2 separate regions of the Sus scrofa genome follow, and region 2 is linked to region 1. Evidence: chromatin contacts called from public Hi-C data. All regions are on one chromosome and are shown on one strand. Each heading gives the region's core, a stretch centred on a gene start, on an enhancer-like site or on the middle of the called end of the contact. The rest is flanking DNA. Distances are from core to core; before and after follow the strand shown. Region 1 holds the start of LOC106507123 (collagen alpha-2(I) chain-like). Region 2 overlaps MAPKAP1 (target of rapamycin complex 2 subunit MAPKAP1).

Region 1 (5,504 bases), core at 1,200-3,699:
CAATCACACAGCATGCCCCATCCCTTGTTCTGAACCAGTGTGTGCGTGCATGTGTGCGTGTGTGTGTCTGTGTGTATTGGGATGGGGGCAGGGCATGCTGGGTGGGGAAGTGGGTGGGGATGATTCTTCTGGTCCCTGGGAGAAAAAGTCTAAACTTCCTTTTTTTTTTTTTCTGGCACCAATGTCCTCCAAATCCTGGCTCCTGAAAGGCCATCCCACTTTCCACTTCTTCCTCTGACCGCATCCCTCCCACATGTGCAGCCACCAAAACACGTCCTATCTGCTCTGCTGGACTAGATACACCTGACCAGGGCGGGGCTTCCTTCATCTCTAAACTCTTTCCCACCCCCACCCTCCCAGGGCAGAGCCAGGCTCAGGGCAACTGCTTCTTAAAAGGATCTGTGCAGATTCTGGAAATGAGCTGGGAAGGACCTAAAGTCCCAGGGCTTAAAAACCTTGGGACAGGAGTTCCCGTCGTGGCTCAGCAGAAACGAATCTGACAGGCATCCATGAGGTTGCAGGTTCGATCCCTGGCCTCGCTCAGTGGGTTAAGGATCCAGCGTTACCGTGAGCTGTGGTGTGGGTCATAGATGCGGCTCAGATGCTGCTTTGCTGTGGCTGTGGCGTAGGCCAGTGGCTACAGCGTCTATTTAACCCCTAGCCTGGGAACTTCCAGATGCCATGGCTGCAGCTATAAGAAAGACCCAAAAAACAAACAAACAAAAAAAAAACCCCTCAGGACAGAGATGGCTCACCACGTCCAAGGCCCTCTCTTGTTTTTTTGTTTTGTTTTCTTTTTAGGGCCGCACCTGCGGCATATGGAGGTTCCCAGGCTTGGCGTTGAACTGAGCTGCAGCTGTTGCCAGATCTTTAACCCACTGAGCTAGGCGGCAGATGGAACTCACATCCTCATGGATACTAGTCGTGTTCTTAATCTGCAGATCCACAGCGGGAACTCTCCTGTTGCTGGTTTGGGGCAAATCCATCCCACTCCTAACCTTCCAGTCGGCCCCAGGGCATCGCTGTGTGAGGCTTGGAGTGGTGGGGGGGGTAGCACTGGGGAGGCGGGGGGCTTGGAGTCAAGGAAGCCCTGGAGATCAAAAGGTTTCTCCAGGGAGTTCCCCTCATGGCTCCATAGTAAGGAACCGGACTAGTACCCATAAGGACGTGGGTTCAATCCCTGGCCTCTCTCTCAGTGGTTTAAGAACCTGGTGTTGCCTGTGAGCTGTGTGGTGTAGGTCACAGATGCAGTTCGGATGGCACGTTGCTGTGGCTGTGGCATAGGCCGGCAGCTGTAGCTCCGATACCCCTAGCCTGGGAAGTTCCATGTGCCGGGGGTGCAGCCCTAAAAAGCAAAACCCAAAAAAATTCCGACAATAACACTACGCCCCCCCCCGCCCCTGCCCGCCCCCCCCCCCCCGCGCGCGCGCAAGGCTCTGCATCCTTCCAGCAGAGCTCCTGACCTACTCCATTCAAGTCTTGCCCCCGGGGAAGGAGCCACGGCATCTGGAGGTGGGAGGGGGAGGAAGCGACGCCCCCCCTCTTCATCGGCCAGCCCTTGTCAACCCTCGGCCTGGGACCCGCTGCTCACCCCGCTGCTCACCCCACCAGGCCCGCAGGGAGGACGGGCGGAAACAAAGGAAGCGTCCGCAGGGAACCCCGCGCACTCGCTCACAGCCCGGTCACGGGCCTGTTCCCCGCCCGGGCCACAGCCACACGCGGTGGACCCGCACAAGGTGACACCCAGTTCCGCGGTCACGCAGAGCGGGGTACACGCGGCGGGAAAGCCCGGGGGGCAGAGGCCGGCGTTTCTGGAGCCTTCGTCGCCGAGGCCCTGCGGAGGGACTGTGTACCGGGAGAGGAGCGGGTCCGGCCGCCCGAGGGTCGGAGGGTCTGCTGCCCGCGCGTCCATCCGGGCCTCGGCCTCTGTCGGCCGGGGTGCGACCGAAGCGCCCCAAACACCCGCGAGGATCTCCGTGGCCCGGCGGCCCGACGGCGGCGGTGCGGGCACGCGGCCCGAGATGGGCCCAGAGGCCCGCGCCCTCCCGCTCCGCGCCGCCCCTCGGCTGGACAGGGAGCCGCCAGGGAGGCCCAACCGCGGCCTCGTGGCGCCACCTGCGGTCCGCACTGCGCGGGCTTCGGCCCGGGCGCCGAGGGGCGCCGAGGTGGGTGTCTCCTCCTCTCCCGGGCGCGCGTGGGGGCTACTGTCGCGGCGACATCCTTTAGGTCCCGTCGCCCCTCCCGGAGCGGCCGGATGGAAAGGGCGGGAGGTGCCACCGCGCGCGGGTCCCGGGAGCCCGGCCAGAGCCCCGTGGCTGCGACCTCCCAGGCCCGCCCTGCCCGCGGCCCCCACCAGAGGTTGCGTCCTCATTTGACGGAGGGGGAAACCGAGGCTCGGCCCGCAGCCGGGAAGGAGGGAAACCAAGTCGGGACCTTGACTCCGGGGCATGTAGAAGGGGGACCCCTGAACCCCGCCTGCCACCTCCCAGGCCACTGAGCATGCTGGTTCCCTCCCGGCATCGCCAGCCACATCAGCGATGAGGCTGCAGCCCCCAGCCCTCCTCTGAGCCCCCACCCACACCGCACCGTCTGTCCTCAGGAACTGCTCCCACCCATTTAACACTGCCCTGGAGTCTTAGAAACATCACACCAGGAAAAAGCCCCTCGGAGACCCAGCCTCATTGCCCACCTTGGGCTCCAGAAACCAAGACCCATGCAGACCCCTTCGCTCTGACCTGGTCTCTTTGAGTCAGCCTGGTTGTCTGTGTCGAATGAGAGGCTTTAGAACCCCTCTACCACATCCTACTGTGCCAGTGGGATCATCACACCTGACGGTTTTTGCACCCAGAAGCGTTTTGAGGCCCTGTTCACCTCTCCTCTAATCCTCAGAGCCCTCATCTCAGCTCTGATTTCTAGGTGCCATTGTCTGTGCCAGTATCTGTCTCCTCCACTTTATCCCTCCTCCCAGATGGAGAGGTCCAGCTGAACTGATCCTGCAGAGTGGGGACTGCAGGCCTGAAGCACAGCTGGGTCAGATCCTGGAACCTGAACTCTTTTCCTGCCTGGGGTATTGAGCAGCCTAGACCACAGCTGCTCTGTGTGATCCTGAGCAAGACCCTGAATCTCAGGTCAGGAGGCTTGCCGGAGCTCTCAGGCAGGTGAGTGGCAGAGCTGAGGTTCCAGCCCCAACTTGAGACTCACTTCAGAGCTCCTGCTGGCCCGGTCTACAGCCACCATGTGGAATCCAGGCTGAGCTGGGCATCCGCACTGGCCTTTCCGTGTGAAAGCCCTGGGGAGTGGCCACTCCCTCGCACATACATCCCAAAAGTCACAATCGCATTGGTTACATGGTGTAAGGCTCTAGCCCAAGCCTGGTCCTCAGAGTTCCCAAGTGTCAGATGCTGCCAGGCTGACCCTCCCATTTTACAGACGGGCTAACTGAGTCCACAGAGATACAGGGTCTTGCTCAGGATCACACAGAGCAGCTGTGGTCTAGACTGCTCAATACCCCAGGCAAGAAAAGAGTTCAGGTTTCAGGATCTGAGCCAGCTGTGCTTCAGGCCTGCAGTCCCCACTCTGCAGGATCAGTTCAGCTGGACTTCTCCATCTGGGAGGAGGGATAAAGTGGAGGAGACAGATACTGGCACAGACAAGGGCACCTAGAAATCAGAGCTGAGATGAGGGCTCGGCTGGGGCTTGGGGAAGAAAAGACTGGGCATGGGAGGGGTCAGTCAGGAAGGATTCCCAAGGAAGTGACATCAAGTGGGCTTTAAAGGGTGCATAGGAGTTTGCCAGTGGAAGGTAGACAGGATATTTCAGGCTTAGAAGCTTGAGGGAACTCGGCTAGTTCCCTTCTATACCTTGGTAGTTAAGGGAATGGGCTTGGGCGCTTGACAAGCCTGGGCTGGAGTCCCAGCCCTGCTGTGTGACTTCTGGCAGGTGACTTAACCCTTCTGAGCCTCTCTTCCCTCAGCTATAAAAGGAGAGCAATGATGATCTCCTCAGACATGGGCGGTTGCAGGGTTAACAGGGGGTGGGATGCATAAGATGGGACGCACAGGGGCCTGGCAGGGAGACTAGAGACCACTGAAGGGAGCAGTTGAAAAGACTGCCGTGGCGGCGGAGGTCATTGGAAGGCACACAGACTGAGAGGGACCTTGAATGCTAAGCTGAGGAACTGGCTTCATTCTGAGCTCAGTGGGGAGACCTGAAAGGGCTTTGAGTCAAGGAGTCACAAACGGGATTTGTGTTGATTGATTTATTCATTCATTTATTTATTTATTGCTTTTTAGGGCCGCACTCGCGGCATATGGAAGTTCCCAGGCTAGGGGTCGCATCAGAGCTGTTAGCTGCCAGCCTACACTACAGCCACAGCAGTACAGGATCCTAGCCGAGTCTGCGACTTACACCACAGCTCACGGCAACGCCGGATCCTTAACCCACAGAGCGGGGCCAAGGATCAAACTCACATCGTCATGGATACTAGTCGGGTTCATTACGGCTGAGCCACAATGGGAACTCCCTGATTCGTGTTTAAGAAGGGGCCCACCTGGCCAGCATTAGGGCGTCCTCAAGGAAGGATGGAAACGAGGTACTGATCTCGAAGCCTGGCTGTGTCCTTGCCTCTGGGCCCCCTTAGTCCCTCCACTCTGTGAGGCTGAGAAGCGCCCCTGCCCTGATTCCAAGGCTGGGCCAGGGCAGGGGAAGGGCCTCGCCTGCAGCCCCTACTCTCACTGCCCTATGGCCCCAGACACCCCACACCTAAGAACCCGCAGCCCCTGTGATCAGAGCCTCACTCCCCCACCCCAAACACACACAGATCCATGCCACAGTCCCCAGTACAGGGAAAGAAGGGGCAGCACCACCATAATTTCTATTTCCTTCTAAATAGATGCTCCCAGACCTGCTCCCACAAAACCAATTAAAGCACCTGCCGGGGACGGGGCTTTGTCAGCAAATTATTTCCAGGCTCCAAGGCCCGGGAATAAATCTCAGAAGGATGAAGTGAATTGAATGAGGAAGGGACCTGAGCAGGCGGCGGGGGGGTGAGGAGAAGGGGGAGGGTCACTTTGGATCTGGGCATCTGCAAGTGGAGTCCTACTCCTGCCCCCAGACCCCTAGCCCAGACCCCAGCGCTCACCCCATGACAGTTCCATCAGAGAATTGGTTTCCAAGGGCTTGGACGTCCTGGCTCCAAGTCAGGAACTCCCCTGGGGAGCTGCCTGGAAGTGGGGCTTCTAGAGCTGGAGCAGGGGAGGGCGGATGGGTAGCTCCATGTCCTTGTCCCCATCACCAGCCTGTCCTGAGTCCCTTGGCTGCTCCCCTACTATGCAGCCAGAACTGGTGCGAACAGCCTCAGCGGGGAAGCTGGAGGTCTGGGCTCCTAACTCGCTGTGGGACCTTGGGCAAGTCCCTCCCTGCTTTGGGACTCAGTGTTTCTATCTGTAAAAAGGGTGAGGGAAGTTCAGCCATCGCTCCAGCTCCAATCTTTTTTTTTAAGCTGC
Region 2 (5,504 bases), core at 1,012-3,511, 130 kb before region 1:
GCTACAGCTGCCAGCCTACGCCACAGCCACAGCAATGCGGGATCCAAGCCGTATCTGCAACCTACACCACAGCTCACGGCAACGCCGGATCCTTAACCCACTGAGCAAGGGCAGGGACCGAACCCGCAACCTCATGGTTCCTAGTCGGATTCGTTAACCACTGCGATACGACGGGAACTCCCCCGAAAGTCTTTTTTAAAAGAGCTTTAAAATCAGTGATGTTCCATAGAACAGGTTTAGGGGTGGGATAGATATACTTTCCCAGAAGAAGCATCTAAGACTACACAGAATCTCATTATGAACCTTACCTTTCAGAGGAAGCAAAGAGAGACTGGGAAAACAACTGCTTTAACCTTCATTCTCTTTTCACTTTTCCTGAATCACTCCCATCCCTGCACTCCCACTCCCACTCCCACTCCCACTCCCAAACGCACATACCCCAGTCAGTCCTTTTTCTGTTCTAAAGTTCAGGAGTTTATTCAACACGTCGGGAGTATTTCTGAAAACATATGGTCAAATAAAATTTTTATATGTGAGCGTTTAGAACAAAAGTGTCATTTTCTCTTTCTTCTTTTTTCTCAGTTGCCTGATGAAATAGTACAGATTACTGACCATTTGTCCTGTGTGTATTTTCTTGACTCAGCGATCTTCCATTCACCTTTCTGGTCTACATTCCAAGCTAGAAATTACTTTCTGCAAACACAGGACAGACCAGACCTTCAGGAGTCTCCAGGGACGTAGTCAAAGTTTCAGAGAGTGAAGTGCCACCCAAACAAGTGAAACCATGGCTCCCTCCCTTCATTTCTCCCCTCTTCTCCTTGCACCTTTCTCCCAGTGGAGAACTGGCAGGGAGTGGCTGACTAGACACTACACTGCACCAGGGAAAGGGAGCGAGGTTTAACAATGGGAAGTGAGTTAATATTTACTAGGACCAACTATGTATATATTATTTCATTTAACCTGAAAATAGCCCAGGTTTTATTATGACCATTTTAGAGATGTGAAAAGGGAGGCTGGGATATATTACTCTCAGGCTTGGATTGGACCCCAAGCCTGACTTCAAAGTCCATGCTCTTTCCAACACCCTGCTGGTGGTTGGGATGTGGGTAGGGGAATCTAGCATTGGACTAGTCCTTCAAGTGAATCCTGTTATCTTAAGGCCAAAGTCCAGCTACTGCTATAGTGTAATGGGCAGGAGCATGGTGGCCTCTGGAGCCAGACTGCTTGGGTGCTGATTCTGACCTTACCCTTATTAGTGGGTGTGAGAGCTCAGATTAATTACGTAACTTTTCTATGGTTCAGTTAAATGATGGTAATGATAAATAGTACCTACCTCTAGAGCCGTTGTGAGGATTGAATGAGTTAATACGTGTAAAACACTTTAGAACAGTGCCTGGCCTAAATAAGCATTATCTAAGTGTTTGCTGCAATTGTTGTTACTAATAAAAATGCTTTGAGGACAAGAACTGGATCATTAGTGCCCACAATCCCCAGCATAGCTCTTACTATAATAGTAATGAAGTCAATAGAGTAACAGGGTAAAGGCTGAACCAGAATAACTTTGGCTGAGCATGGCAGGGGCGCATATTGGAGATGTGCAGACTTTCCCATTAGCCCTCTTAGGGGCAGACAGCCGTCAAGCCAGTAGCAAGACATAAACTCCTTGAAGACAGGAAGAGTAGTCTCCTGTGTCTCTGTATCCTTAGCATCTAGCACAGGGCTTCCTTGAAAAGGAAGAATAAACGAAGCTTATGCTGTCTATGGGCTGCTTGGGGGACCCTTGGCCAAGCTTTCTGTCCCACCTTGCTTTCTGAACTTGCTTAACCACTTCTACAGCCCTGTTTCTGTCTTCTGAATGCCATGAAGCCCCAGGTTGCCTTCTGTTTTTCAGAGTCCCTCATTCCATTCAACCAGAGGCTCCTGGAGTTGCTGTTGTAACTCAGCAAAAACAAATCTGACTAGTATCCATGAAGATGCAGGTTCGATCCCTGGCCTCGCTCAGTGGGTTAAGGATCCCGCGTTGCCGTGAGCTGTGGTATAGGTCACAGACGTGGCTCGGATCTGGCGTTGCCGTGGCTGTGGCGTAGGCTGGCAGCTGCAGCTCCAATTAGACCTCTATGCCTGGGAACCTCCATGTGCCGTAGGTTCGGCTCTAGAAAAGACAAAGACAAAAACAAAAACCCCAGAAGCTCCAATATACAGCTGTTCCCTACTCCAAACGAGGCAGCACAGAGTTTGAACTTAGGCTAACCTGGGTTCAAGGTTCAGCTTTACTAGTGACTTGCACCATGGCTGTAGTTTCAGTTTCCTCATCTGTACAGTGAGGATGGTAATCACTACTTAATGGAATTGTGGTGAGGAATGTTCTTAAATATAAGTAATGGATAGACTTCTTTTAAAGGAAAATTAATTTTCCTAAAACTTCAATGTTTGCCCAAATCTGTTTGAATATAATGTTACTTAAATATATACAAATGTAAAATTCTAGCTATAAATTCCATGTCTTTATGCAACCCAAATACAATTACAAATTAAATGCAAATAAAACCATAACATTAATAAAATACAAATTAACAACTTTAATGCAACAGATGATGTTTCGCTGAAATTACATCAATGATGTTGGAGTTAATGGGAGTTAAATGTTTTACTTGTCAATTTGAATTTTCTTATTTTCATATGAAACATCAGATTACCATATTATTAATTTGTTATTTTAAACAATGAATGTATATTTAGGTATTAGTCCATTATTTTAATGAGCTAATTTATTTATAGTGCACACACACTCCCACCCCCAAATTGTAAATGTTTTTTTCTTGCAAAAGTAAAGGACATTTCTGCTAGTTTATTCCAGTTTGCCCACAACTTTGCCTGTTTCAAAATTCAAAGTCCCAAGTTCAGGAGCATCTGTTCAGTTCTGAATGAACCAGAATGATTGGTCATCTCATTTTTTGCTGTTGTCAGTGAGTCTGTACATGGGTGGGCTCTCTGCCTGATTGATACCTATGCATGATGTGACTTGCACACTGCAGACATGAATTCTTCAGGGATCAGCAAGTCTGTTCCATAAAAAGTCTTGCGCACACTTCTCCCATCACTTTTCTTTCTTTCTTTCTTTCTTTTTTTTTTTTTTTTTTGTCTTTTTGCCATTTTCTTGGGCTGCTCCCACGGCATATGGTGGTTCCCAGGCTAGGGGTTGAATTGGAGCTGTAGCCGCTGGCCTGTGCCAGAGCCACAGCAACGCGGGATCCGAACTGCACCTGCCACCTACACCACAGCTCACAGCAATGCCAGATCCTTAACCCACGGAGCAAGGCCAGGGATCGAACCCACAACCTCATGGTTCCTAGTCAGATTCGTTAACCACTGCGCCATGACGGGAACTCCCATAGTTGTTATTTTTGTCAGAGATTTATCAGTCTGAATAATTCACACTAAAGTGTGTATGGGGTTTAACCTTTCTTTGGGTTATTTTTTTTTTTTTTTTCGGCTACACCCACAGCATGCAGAAGTTCCGGGGCCAAGGATCAAACCCAGGCCACAGCAGTGACAATGCCGAGTCCTTAAACACTAGGCCACCAGGGAACTCCTTTGGGTTTTTTTTTATTATACAATTAATGCATGTCCACTATAGAGAAATGTTTCTTCATGTAAAAGAATATTTCAGAATTTCCCTTTGTTCCATCATGCAGAGGTGATGACTTATTATGTCATATAATGATTTACATTTAAAAGAAGGAGCTAGTTAACATAAATGAATCCCTAATTAGCTAAGTATTCTGTGGGAAAGAATGTGGACCTGGATGCCTTGTGATGCTCTTACTGAGTCAGAGCTAGACTGGTCTCTCCTTCCCAGACCCTTGGGCCCCAGGAAACCCCTGGAAATAGAGTTGCTATTAGAGTAATCCATTCTCCTTCCCCTAACAAAGTGCAAATTAGGCCCTGTTAATGGAACCTGCCTCCTTTACCAGATCAGCTAGTGGATTTCTAAGATATCAATTGTTGTTGATTGATTTTGGACAGAACAAATGTGTATCTAAACAGGAGTCCCTAACTTGCTGACTTGCTAGCTACTCTGAGCCTAAGCATTAAGTTGTTCGGATATCAGGAGTATGGGAGGGAAGAAGCGGAACAGAGGTATTGGGGCAGGGGGCATGCTAATACTCGTTAAGAGCTGGATCTCAGCTGAAGAAGTGCTCCTGGCCAGCAATGACCAAGCAAAAGTCTGCTGGGCCTTTAGATGTAGTAGGACCGGGAGAATGAGGTCTGGGAGGGGGCAGGAGAGGAACTTGCTTTGTCCATCCTCTCCCTCCCCCGGCGTGGGCAAAATCAGTCAGAATTTGTGAAACAAAATTGAGTTCAAAAATGACAGTGACAAAAACAACTGTGGAGAGAAATGGGAAAACTGATTTTGCAGGGGTGGGGGGGTTAGTTCAAATAAATAAATTTAATCTTAAAAAATAAAGCAACTGCGGTGACATCAGTGCATTGCATGTATTGACATTAATATTTTACACTAGGATCCTAGTCTGGGGGTGAAGCGCCAGGGGAAGAGGGCTTTTAGGGAAGAAAAGTCAAAATCAGTCAAATAGACAGAATCCTCCTAGATCAGAAGTCAGTTAAGAGTGCTTAAACCGCCCCCCTATGTATGTGTCTTACTTAAAATGTATACTGTATCAGGTGGCTATAGGAAAGGAACCATTTTAACCAAGAGCCGCAGAGCAGATAGAACCCATTTAGGATTTTGCTCTTTGGGGAAGGGTAGACAGTAGAGGGACTTGCACCAGAAGCCCGGCTGCTTCGGGCAATGTGGCCCAGAGGGCGCCTAGAGACTATTGTGGCTTCTCTTGGCTCTGCGTGAAGGGAAAGGTGAGCTCCCTTTTTTGGAGCCATGCCCTAGGTTCATTGTTGTATGAGGGATTTTGAAAAAGGGTCTTGGTATACCTCCCAGTGAGAGCTCTACAGTGCATCCCGAGTGACCGACTTTTATGAAAGGGTATCATTCCTTAGTTTGACGATTCACCTATTCTTGTGTGATATTGCCTTATGGTCTGGAGAGAAGAGGGGGGAGGAAACGAGCATTTTTGGACACTCAGTGTGGTACCCCTGGTAGCCATTATCTCATTTATTCTTTATAAGCAACTCATTTTTTATAATATGTAAGCTGGGGAATCGGAATCAGGGAGTCATTCACCCGAGGTCGTATAGTTTGGTAAGGGGCAGAAGTAAAATAGGGCAAGGAGTAAAAAAAAGATGTCTGTGTTCTTTGTAACCAGGCCTGACAGTATGGCTGTAAATTATCCTAGTTATTTATTGTTTGCTTGAGTCATAGAGGACCAACTGTGTGTTGTTTCTTTTCATTCTGTTGTATTAGCAAACATTATCATTGTCCAGATTGTCCTCGTGTATGGAAGTGTAACATATGCAGCCTGTTTAATTTCGTATTTGTAAATCTGACTTGATTTCCTTTTTGGCAACAGCTACTGTCTAGAGAAAAGAAA

What was found. Hi-C and Micro-C count contacts between places; a contact is called where the count stands out from the background.
Region 2: a Hi-C map of liver shows a contact between it and region 1, with 2.5 times the contacts expected there. The contact joins the enhancer-like site here to the promoter of LOC106507123 in region 1. A contact is called at or near these places in 4 of 47 Hi-C or Micro-C datasets (embryonic fibroblasts, heart right ventricle, liver and 1 more).

The regions. Positions count from the first base shown.
Region 1 is chr1:266,071,632-266,077,135 of Sscrofa11.1, reverse strand. LOC106507123 (collagen alpha-2(I) chain-like) reads right to left here and starts at 2,449. Exons shown (of 4, transcript XM_021085471.1): 1 at 2,129-2,449; 2 at 1,854-2,066. The coding sequence starts at 2,449.
Region 2 is chr1:266,197,523-266,203,026 of Sscrofa11.1, reverse strand. All of the region lies in intron 6 of MAPKAP1 (target of rapamycin complex 2 subunit MAPKAP1), which reads left to right. Among named protein-coding and RNA genes, the nearest start is that of MAPKAP1, 150 kb to the left of the region's middle. Within about 2 kb of position 2,261, at least 6 of the 83 cell types and tissues checked have an H3K27ac peak or open chromatin away from gene starts, as enhancers often do. A contact at or near this core is called in liver, where this site is marked.